Linked DNA regions of Oryctolagus cuniculus: region 1 is linked to region 2. A link is a contact called in public Hi-C data. All regions are on one chromosome and are shown on one strand. The core of a region is the stretch at or near the end of the contact, and the rest is flanking DNA. Distances in the headings are between cores, read along the strand shown. Region 1 holds the start of ELL2 (elongation factor for RNA polymerase II 2). Region 2 holds the start of RFESD (Rieske Fe-S domain containing).

Region 1 (4,543 bases), core at 1,504-4,003, 300 kb after region 2:
GCCATGATATTAATAGGTAATAGAAGCAGTCAGGCGCAACAAGCCTTTGACTTCATCTGTAACAAGCTAGTGGGATCAGAGAAAAAGAGAATTTTGGGTCTCCTGTCTGTCTCCTGGAAGCCTCTGGCACATAAATGCAGGGTTTTGGAGCACTCTAACCTTCATCTCAAGCCTGGAAATGCTAGGGTGTGCGAGACACAAGTGAAGGCCACACAAGGGTAGGAAAACAAACAGCACTCCCTTCCTGGGCCCCTGGCAGGCAGGCAGATCAGCAGGCACTGGGAGCTTCTGGTGCTTTGCTCTCCCTGGGGCATGCACTTCCAACCCCAGCCTCGAGTGGGCCCCCTCGGCCCACCCCTTTCCAGCCAAGTAGGCAGTGTCAATGTCACTATAACCAGCTGTACAGTTTGCCTGTTGTTTCCCCATGGTGGCTGGCTGCCTCTCCCCACCCCACCGTGTGTCAGTCTTTCTCTAGGGGACTGGCCTCCTCCTCCTCCTCTTGGCTTCTTCCTCTCCAGGCCTCTGTTTTTCTTTCTACCCCCTGACCTACCTTCTTCCCAGTCATTCCTTCCCACGCCTTTCCCCTTAAACAGGCAAACTTATCTCTCCATCTTGCTTCCTTCCCTTGGCCTTCCTATCCAGCCTCCCACTCCAGGCTGCTGCTGCTCTCCTCACTGCAGGTGTACCTCCCGGCACAGGCTGTTGTCTGTTTCTTCTATCTCTCTGCATCCCTACTGCTGCGACAGGGCATGCTGGCCTCCGAGCCACTCTTGCTCTTTTCTCCCTGGGATGTCATTTTGTAGGCGCTATCTTTCTCCCTGTCACCAGCCACTCCCAGCCTGCCTCACACAGGCTCACAGGCTGTGAGTTCTTTCACTATAGGCTTCTCGGCTGGCTCCCGTGCATCCTGGTGTGGGCATCCACATGTCTTTGCCTGCGTTCACCTGCTCTGCGTACACGTGTACCCTCCCATATTATCGCCCACAGTGTGCTGGTGTCCCTGGCTCCCATCTCCTGCGGCTGGCTCTGCCCGGGACCAGCTTCCCTCTGTGCATTTAAAGTGCCTGGCACTAGTGGGAGCTCAACAGATGTTAATTCTTTTCTCCACTTTTATCTGAATAACTATGTGAGTCTGTGTCTGCATGGCCCTCTGCCCCTGGGCTACTGTGTTATGAGACCTAGCGGTGGTCCCGGTACGGACTCGGCGACTGTCAGCCGGCTCTGCGGAGTCAGATGGGACCGGTCTCCCATATGGTGTATCCCTCCCTCCGGCAAGGTGCCCACGCCTGTCTCGCTCAGCCACACACAGCACCGCATGCCCATAAACGGCTTCCCCGAGCACCCTGGCGGCCGTGCCCCTTCTCTCACTTCTCTCCCAACGTGAAAGCACCCCTGGATTTGTACTAGAGTGTGGCTGAGCCCCTCCCTGTCCTGGAGATGGGAGTGCGTCGCGGGTCTCTCCGGAGCGCGGAGAGCGGAGAGGCTCCAGTCAGCGAGTCTTAGCCCAGGATGCAGCGTTTCTTCCCCGCACCGCACCTGGGCTCGGCGACTCAGCCCCCGCGCAAGGCGTCTCCCGGGACAGCCAGCTTCCGCGATGTTCTCTCCCCGGCACCCTGAGCCCCTGCCTGAGTGCCCGGGTCTTTCCCGGGAAGGCGGCGGCGGTCCGGGGCGCAGGGTGTCTCGGGGAACGCGAGGCGCCTGTGTCCCCCGAGAATGCAAGGTGCGTGCCCGTCCTCCGTCCAGGCCAGGGCAAGGGCACCCGAGTGCACCCCAACCCCCCATCCCCAGTACCCGGAGTGCCGGTCCCACCTCCACGAGCACATCGTGTGCCCCCATTAAGGGAAGCGCCCCGGAGTGCTCGCGTGTCCCCAAGTCCCTGGGAGTTCCAATCGTGTCCCAGCCCCATTCGCAGAGCGCCGGGATCCGCGGCTATGCGGGTCCACCGGGCCCATATGTTAGCACGAAATCGCGGGCAGCTCGTGCCCACGGGTCCTCCCGGCTCTTGATCGGCACGCCGCGCCTCAGGCCCGCTCCCTTACTCGCCCCAGTCTCCCTCTCTCTCTCTCTCCTTGGGACCCAACCAGCTAGGAAATCCGCGATCGCCGTCGGAAAGTCCCGCAGCGGCGGCGCAGCCGAGCCAGGGCTGCGGCGGCCTCGGCCCCGCCGCCAGGGGCCGCCCGTCCGCTCGCCCTCCTCGGAACGCCTCAGCGCCCGGCCGGCCTGGGACCGCGGCGTCAGCGACCCTGCCCGGCCCTGCCCTGCCCTGCCCGGCCCGGCCGCCCGCCCGCCGCGGGCGCTGACGGCGGCAGCGGAGAGCCAGGCTCCGGGACACCCCGCGCTGGTGCCTCGAGTCTGAGGAGGCGCGGCGGGAGGCGAGGGTGCCCACCCCGAGCCCGCCCGGTCGACCAGCTCACCTTGTGGCTCTGGTAAGTCTCGAGCGCCCGGAGCGCTGTCTCCGTGAGCTTCACATGGAGGACGGTGATGTGGTCCTGCCCCAGCCGCCCGCACGACAGTCCGTAACGCTGCTCCTCCCGCAGGCCCGCCGCCCCCCCCGCCGCCATCTTAAACTCCCCGGGGTGCCGCCGCCGACGCCGCTCGGGCTTTAGCCTCCACTGCGGCCGCGGCTGCTCGGGCTCCTGCAGCCGCCGCCACAGCTACGGCCATCCCGCTGCTGACGTACTGTCATATACTGCGCTCAGCCAGACCTGGGGCTGCCACTGCCGCCGCCCGCCCCACCCTCCGGCCTCGCGCCCCGCCCCGCCCTCTCCTCATTGGCTCCGCTCCGCTCCGCGGCGTCCTCATTGGCTGCCTTCCGCTCTCACAGGGGCGGGGCCCAAAGTCGCCGGAGTTTTGCTCCCGGGACGGGACGTCCGAGGGCAGAGAGGCTGACGTCGGGGTGACGCGCCAACTTAATCACGTTTGACGTCACGTCTGGTCGCCTTGGTTCGCCAGCCGCGATTGGCCAGGCTGGCGTGGGGATCCCCGGCTCGCTGGGTGCCTGGGTTGCCTGGTCTGGTTTCCTAGAGTCGGAGCCCCGCCCCCGGGGCGATGGCCGGGGAGAGTCGGGGTGCGAGGACGTGACGGGGACCACGTCGGGGCGTTGTCCTTCGACGGCTCGGGAAGCCCGCGGGAGCTTGGGGGTGTGTGTGCGTGAGGAGGACGCAGTAGGAGTCGAAACGGGGTGCGGGAGGGCGGGATTCTCAAAACCCAGTTGAGGACTGCGGTGGAGCAGGTGGGCCTGCGAGGACCCCCGCTTTCCTCACGGCCCCCTGAACTTGACGGGAGTGAGTGCAGCCTGGCCTTTGGGGGTTGTGCTGGGTTGAGTCTCAGGGACAGAGCCGTGCGCCTGGGGGAATGTCTTTTTCAAGAGGCGGACCCAGGCTCAGCGAGGACCGAACTTCGAGGTCTCTGCTAAGTGACCCCGGGAGGCGGCAGCCCGCCGCCCTGATGGCGTAGGGAGAGGCGCCCTAGGTTAGGGTGGTGACGCCTTCCGAAGGGCAGAACCGGCCTTGACCTAACCCATCTCCTTGTCCTTGGGCCGGCTTTGTTAGGTGCGTGAGGCCTGCCTCCTGAGGGGAAGCGGAGGTGGCAGGGCCGTGCTGGGCTCCGTGAGGGGGCGTCGGTGGTCGGCCTGACAGGCAGGCTCCCCGTCGCGTGGTCAGAAACACCAGAGAAAAGCAGAAATTTGAGGTGCTTTTTACTCGGTTCCCCAGGAACAATTTTTTAGATATCTAATCAGTATTTCCCATCCTTTTTAATAGGATTAGGCTGTGACTTTTTTTTTCCCCCGTGAGTCCGCCGCCCTACACACCTGAATAAACCTTTTTCCCCTATAGGTTCACGCCCTTTCCATTGAGACCCTCGGGCAAGGTTGTATGTGATGGCATGAATTTCAGAACGAATTCTCTTTGTAGAGTACGGATTATATGGAAGACCTGTATTAAGTGTTGGTGACATCACAGGAGAAGTTTGTAAACTGACTTCATGTCAGCGCGCCTGAATAGGCTGGCTGTGAAGACATGGTTAACACTTGTTAATTTAGTTTCCTTTAGTGTTAATACAGAGTGTTAATTATCTTAAATTCATTAAATAGGGAATTAGGCAATCACACAAAAAAAGTGAATTCAGAATCTTACTTTTAGAAAGGAATTGCTTTATTGCCTAATTTTCTCTGCTTTCCAAATAGTTCATATCTGGGTGAGCTATAGTCTAAGAAAACAGTTCTATATTTGAATTATTCCTTTCTGTTGTTTGCTTTACTTTGATAGGGAAGCATTGACCGCACAGCAAAAGCTGTAATTATTTGGTGGTGGTGGTGGTGGTGGGGTGTTGGGAAGGGAGGTTTGATGAGAACAAGTAAAACCTGTATCCTACTGCTTTTCCGGTGAAGGTGGGTAAATCCCCGCCCACATGACATCCTCCCTTGGTCTCCTCTTACTCAGAACTTCTGATGACATCCAAGGAGTGGGGGAGGAACTAGGGTGGTTGTCACTGTAGTCCTCAAATGTCTGAACTGCAGCCTCTTTAATAATAATTGATTTTG
Region 2 (4,715 bases), core at 581-3,080:
TGATCCGAAGGCAGGAGCCAGGTGCTTCTCCTGGTCTCCCATGGGGTGCAGGGCCCAAGCACTTGGGCCATCCTCCACTGCACTCCTGGGCCATAGCAGAGAACTGGCCTGGAAGAGGGGCAACCGGGACAGAATCCGGCCCCCTGACTGGGGCTAGAACCTAGCGTGCCGGCGCCGCAAAGCGGAAGATTAGCCTATTGAGCCGCGGCGCCGGCCTAAAACATTATTTCAAATCCTCCTTCCCTCACCAACATGTTATTTCACTGACCTGGAATGCAGACATGATTTGGTATCATGACATTTTTTTAAGGTTTATTTTATTTATTTATTTAAAAGAGAGAGAGAGAGAGAGAGGCGTTTTCTATTCACTGGTTCACTCCCCAAATGGCCACAAATAGCCACAGCTGAGCCAATCCAAAGCCAGGAGCCAGAAGTTTCCTGTGGGTCTCTTATATAGGTGTGGGGACCCAAGGACTTGGGCCATCCTCCACTGCTTTCCCAGATGCATTAGCAGGGAGCTGGATCAGAAGTGGAGCAGCTGAGACTCGAACCGGTTCCCATAAGGGATACCAGTGCTGCGGGCCAGGGCTTTAACTCGATGTGCCACTGCGCCACAGCACCAGCTCCTATCATGGCTTCTAAAAATTCCCACGTGGCTCTATGGCATAAGCTGGGTTCAGAATCACTCCCATTAGAGGACAGTAAAGGGAACTTTAAAAGCCCATTGGAGGTAAGTGTTTGGCTTAGGGGTAAGGTACCTGGATCCCATATCAGAGCATGTGGGTTTGATCCCAGCAGCAGGTCCTGGCTCTAGCTTCCTGCTAACACAGACCCTAGATGGAATGGTGATGGCTCAGGTACTTGGGTTTCTCCCCTCACATGGGGAACCCAGAGTGAGTTCCTGGATCCTGGCTTTGACCTGGCCCAGTTTTGGCCACTGCAGGTATTTATAACAGATGGGAAACCTCTCTTTCTTACTATCAAATAAATAAATATATATCTTTTAAAATCCATCAAATTCATATACTTTGAGCTCTGACCACAAGTATGAGGGTTTTGGTGTGCTTTTTTTTTTTTTAATTCAGGGAAGTATAAAGAGGAAGAAAAATTATGAATCCAAAATATAAAAGTGAAACCCTTTATCTGCCCCCAAAGGAACTACTGTTATGTTCTGGATTGCTTTTTAACGTTTACCTCTCATGTGAGAAACAATTTGGGTTCACACTGTAGACAGTACAATAGATCTCATTCTGCACTTTTCCTTCTAACGTTCATCGGCTCATGAACCTACTCTCCGCGTATACGGGGTAGTTCACCTGCTTGAACTGTATTTTATTGAACCATTCCCGTGTTGATGATCCCATTAGCTGTTGTCACTCTTCCCTTGCACCTTTACCTAAGAATTATATGCATCATGAGGAACTTTTCCAAGTAGTTTTTTGGGGTAAACTCCTAGGAGTGTGACGGCTGGGTGCACTTAATATTTGGATAAATGTAGTGAGGTCAACGCCTAAAGAATAAATGATGACACTCAATTTGTCAAACACAGGGCTCAGTCAGCCAGTTCCCAGGCGCGGCCGGAACGCCGGGACATCCGGCCCCTGCCAGCCCGGGTCCTTGGAGGCCACAGGGGCCGTCGCCGGGGGCGGGCCTCCAAGGTCACGTGGACGATTCCGCCCCGCCCCGCGATGGCTCGCGCAGCCGCATCTCGCAGAGGCAGCGGAGGGCGGGTCTTGAGGGGGGCGGAGCAAGGGCTCCAAAACTGCCAATTCTGTTCTCGCCGCGCGCGATTGGGCGGCCGGGAGCGGGGCGGGGCTCGCGGGGCCAGCTGCTTCCGGCCGGGCCCGCGGCCCCGAGCGCAGGCTTCCGGCGGCGGGGGTTGTGGTTGGGTGGCTGTGGCCGGCTGGCTGCTTCTGGAGGTTGCTTGGAGCAGTTCGGCCCTCCAGGGCCTGCGTTCTGCGTTGCTGAACCGTTAAACCTCGGTGCATAGTTGTGCCCAGGCACGGGAGGCTCACCCTGAGGGCGGCAGCGCAGCGCCTTTAACAAGCTTTGCCGGCCTAGATGGCGCGCTGAATATGAGGGCTGTTGGCGGGTTTCTGCGGCCCCGCTGGAATATTGGGCGGGGGAATCCGCTGCACCTGCACGGCCCAGTTCAGGCTCTGTGCAGCGCTCTGCTAGTCTGTGAAATAGAACGCGTGGTCACGCTGGGCAAACTTGCCAGGACTGGAAGGACCGTGGCGCTGACGGCGACCCTGGTTTGAGCGAGTCCCACGCAGTTTCCCTCTGCCTCGCGGTGTGCCAGGCCCTCGTTACAGACCACAGCCCAGAAATTAAGCCACGTGCCCCAAATCACCCCACGCCGGGATTCGAGCCCAGGTGGAGCTCACCTATGGTCACAGGTCTTTAATATCAGACGGTGGTGGCAGTTTTCAGAACAGCTACATGATTTTATTAAGATATTAGGCAAGTATCCAATTTTCAAACATTTGTGGACACAACTCGGGCACATTAGCGTTCCTACATTTAAAAAAAAAGTTCAGGATCGTCCTATTTGGTGATAGGTATATACGTATCGGTGTTAGAACTCACAGTATATCACTATAAATTTTTGCTAAAAAGTTGTGCCTTCAGGATGGTTTACTGGGAGGCCACGTGTTTTTTATGTATGTATATAATACATATTATATTTATATAATTATATAAATATATAATTATATAATTCAAATAATTATATATTTATATATGAGTGTATGTATATATATATATAAATCCATGGTGCTGCCTAAATGGAGCACCTTTCCTTCTGGTGGTTTTCTGAGGATTAATGAGCTAACATAGGAAATGTGTCCAAGTAATAACCCCTCTGACAGTTTTTATCTATTGTCACTGTGTCTTCCAGTGGAATACAAGGACTGCTCTTGACCTAAACGCGAGTGTCACCCTGCAGATAAGCATTCTGAGCATGTGTGGGCCAAGTCCCCAGACTCCGTAGAAGCGCCTGAGTCACTGCTCAGGAGAGCGACAAGTAAGTACCTTTAATTTCATATCTGTGTTGTGTCCAGTGTCCTTTGAAAACTCAGCTGAGTTAAAATATTTTTTTTGAAAGTTCAACCTGTGCTGAATAAGTATCTAGTAGTACTGAGGGTCTATTCTGCTAATTTATAATTTTCTATGGAATGAGCACCTTTAGAAACCTAATTTTAAGGACAGATGAGACGTTTTTCTTCAAGACAGTTTTTCGAGGGTAAGTATTTTCATTATTCCACTTTTCTCTTGTTAAGATTCTGCTGGTTTTGATCTGTTGTACATAGTTCATGATGTGATCGTAGTTCATGATGTATTCTTGCAGAGTGCTGTTGTAAAGTGTTCTCCCCACAAAAGCAGTAACTGAGGTATGCATAGCTTATTCAGCTACATTTGGTCATGCCACAGTGTGTATATACGTCAGTGCATAGGGTTGTTCACAGAAAATACATACAATTTAATCTGTCAGTGTAACACATTTTCAGCGAAGATTGTGCAATCTTAAAGTAGACTCAATATGCAGGCAATGGGAGCATCTGGATAGCTCATCAGAGTAGCAGTCGTTAACATGCTCCACGTGGCCTTGTCAGAATGAGCCATGACGTCCGTAGTATTTAATTAAGAATAGCATGCGCGTGAGTATTGAATAGTCACCAGCTGGCATAAATAGTGCCATATATCATGTGGGGGGGGGACTCTTCCTCCAAGGATGAGGTAATACTTTCTTAAGCAGAATGCAAGGCTGTCGTCTGATTCTCTGAACTCTATCAGTTAGCCCCAGCCTTCCTGACCACTTCTTATCAGCCCTTTCAAAGGCTCCTGCAGTGTTCAGGGTTCCTACAGTTTTTCTTGATTGGAGGCTGAACCTGGAGGAAGAACAGCATTTGGTTTTCATGTGGGAGTTGGGAGACCTTAATCAACGTTCAGTGTTAGTCTGCGTCTCCTGTATCTTGTTACTTGCTTCATGTTTGTATTTATAGTTTTTGCCTGGAGGGAAAGATAGAACTGTTCATTCTCTTCCTTCTCTGGTCCCATTTTGAAATAAGCCATACCCACTTCTCAAGTTCATTCATTCATGATTCGTGGGCAGGCACATTCCTTGAGGATACAAAGTGCAATTTTACTCCTGGGTTTTGGATCATTTGCTACATAATATATAATATAGGAAGATACAACTTAGATATTGAAAAGAATAATTTTAGATATAAGAACTAACAAAATATTTTGAAACATTTAAGAAATTTTGCCTTACTTTTCTTCATGCATATACCCTGTAGACATGTATTCTTGAGTAATATATTGTTTGGTTTGCCTGCTTTACACTTGAAAAAAAATGGAAGCATCCTTTGAATTCTTTTTAAATTTTTTTTCACTTCAAGTAACATTTTGGTGAGTTTATTGTTATTATTATAATTTTTCCTCTCCTCTCCCCTCTCCCCTTTCTTTTGTTTTGGTGGAAGAAGAAAGACATCTGCCTTCTGCTTGTTCACTCCCAAATGCCCGCAACTGCTGAGGCTTGGCTAGGCCGAGTACCCAATCCAGGTCTCGCATGTGTATGACAGAGGCTCCTTGCGCCATCACCTGCTGCCTCCCAGGGTGTGAATTAGCAGGCAGCTGGAATTGGGAGCAGAGCAGAGCTGGGACTCAAATCCAAACATTCTGATAGGGGGTGAGGGTGTCCCAAGCAGTAT

Evidence for each region. A called contact is a pair of places that touch in the nucleus more often than the background predicts.
Region 1: a contact with region 2 is called in a Hi-C map of an unstated tissue, with 2.3 times the contacts expected there. The contact joins the promoter of ELL2 here to the promoter of RFESD in region 2. A contact is called at or near these places in 2 of 6 Hi-C or Micro-C datasets (embryonic fibroblasts and an unstated tissue).

The regions. Positions count from the first base shown.
Region 1 is chr14:18,538,663-18,543,205 of mOryCun1.1, forward strand. ELL2 (elongation factor for RNA polymerase II 2) reads right to left here and starts at 2,754. Exons shown (of 12, transcript XM_002713941.5): 1 at 2,415-2,754. The coding sequence starts at 2,561.
Region 2 is chr14:18,240,757-18,245,471 of mOryCun1.1, forward strand. It overlaps RFESD (Rieske Fe-S domain containing), which reads left to right and starts at 1,831. Exons shown (of 5, transcript XM_017344610.3): 1 at 1,831-2,463; 2 at 2,900-3,025.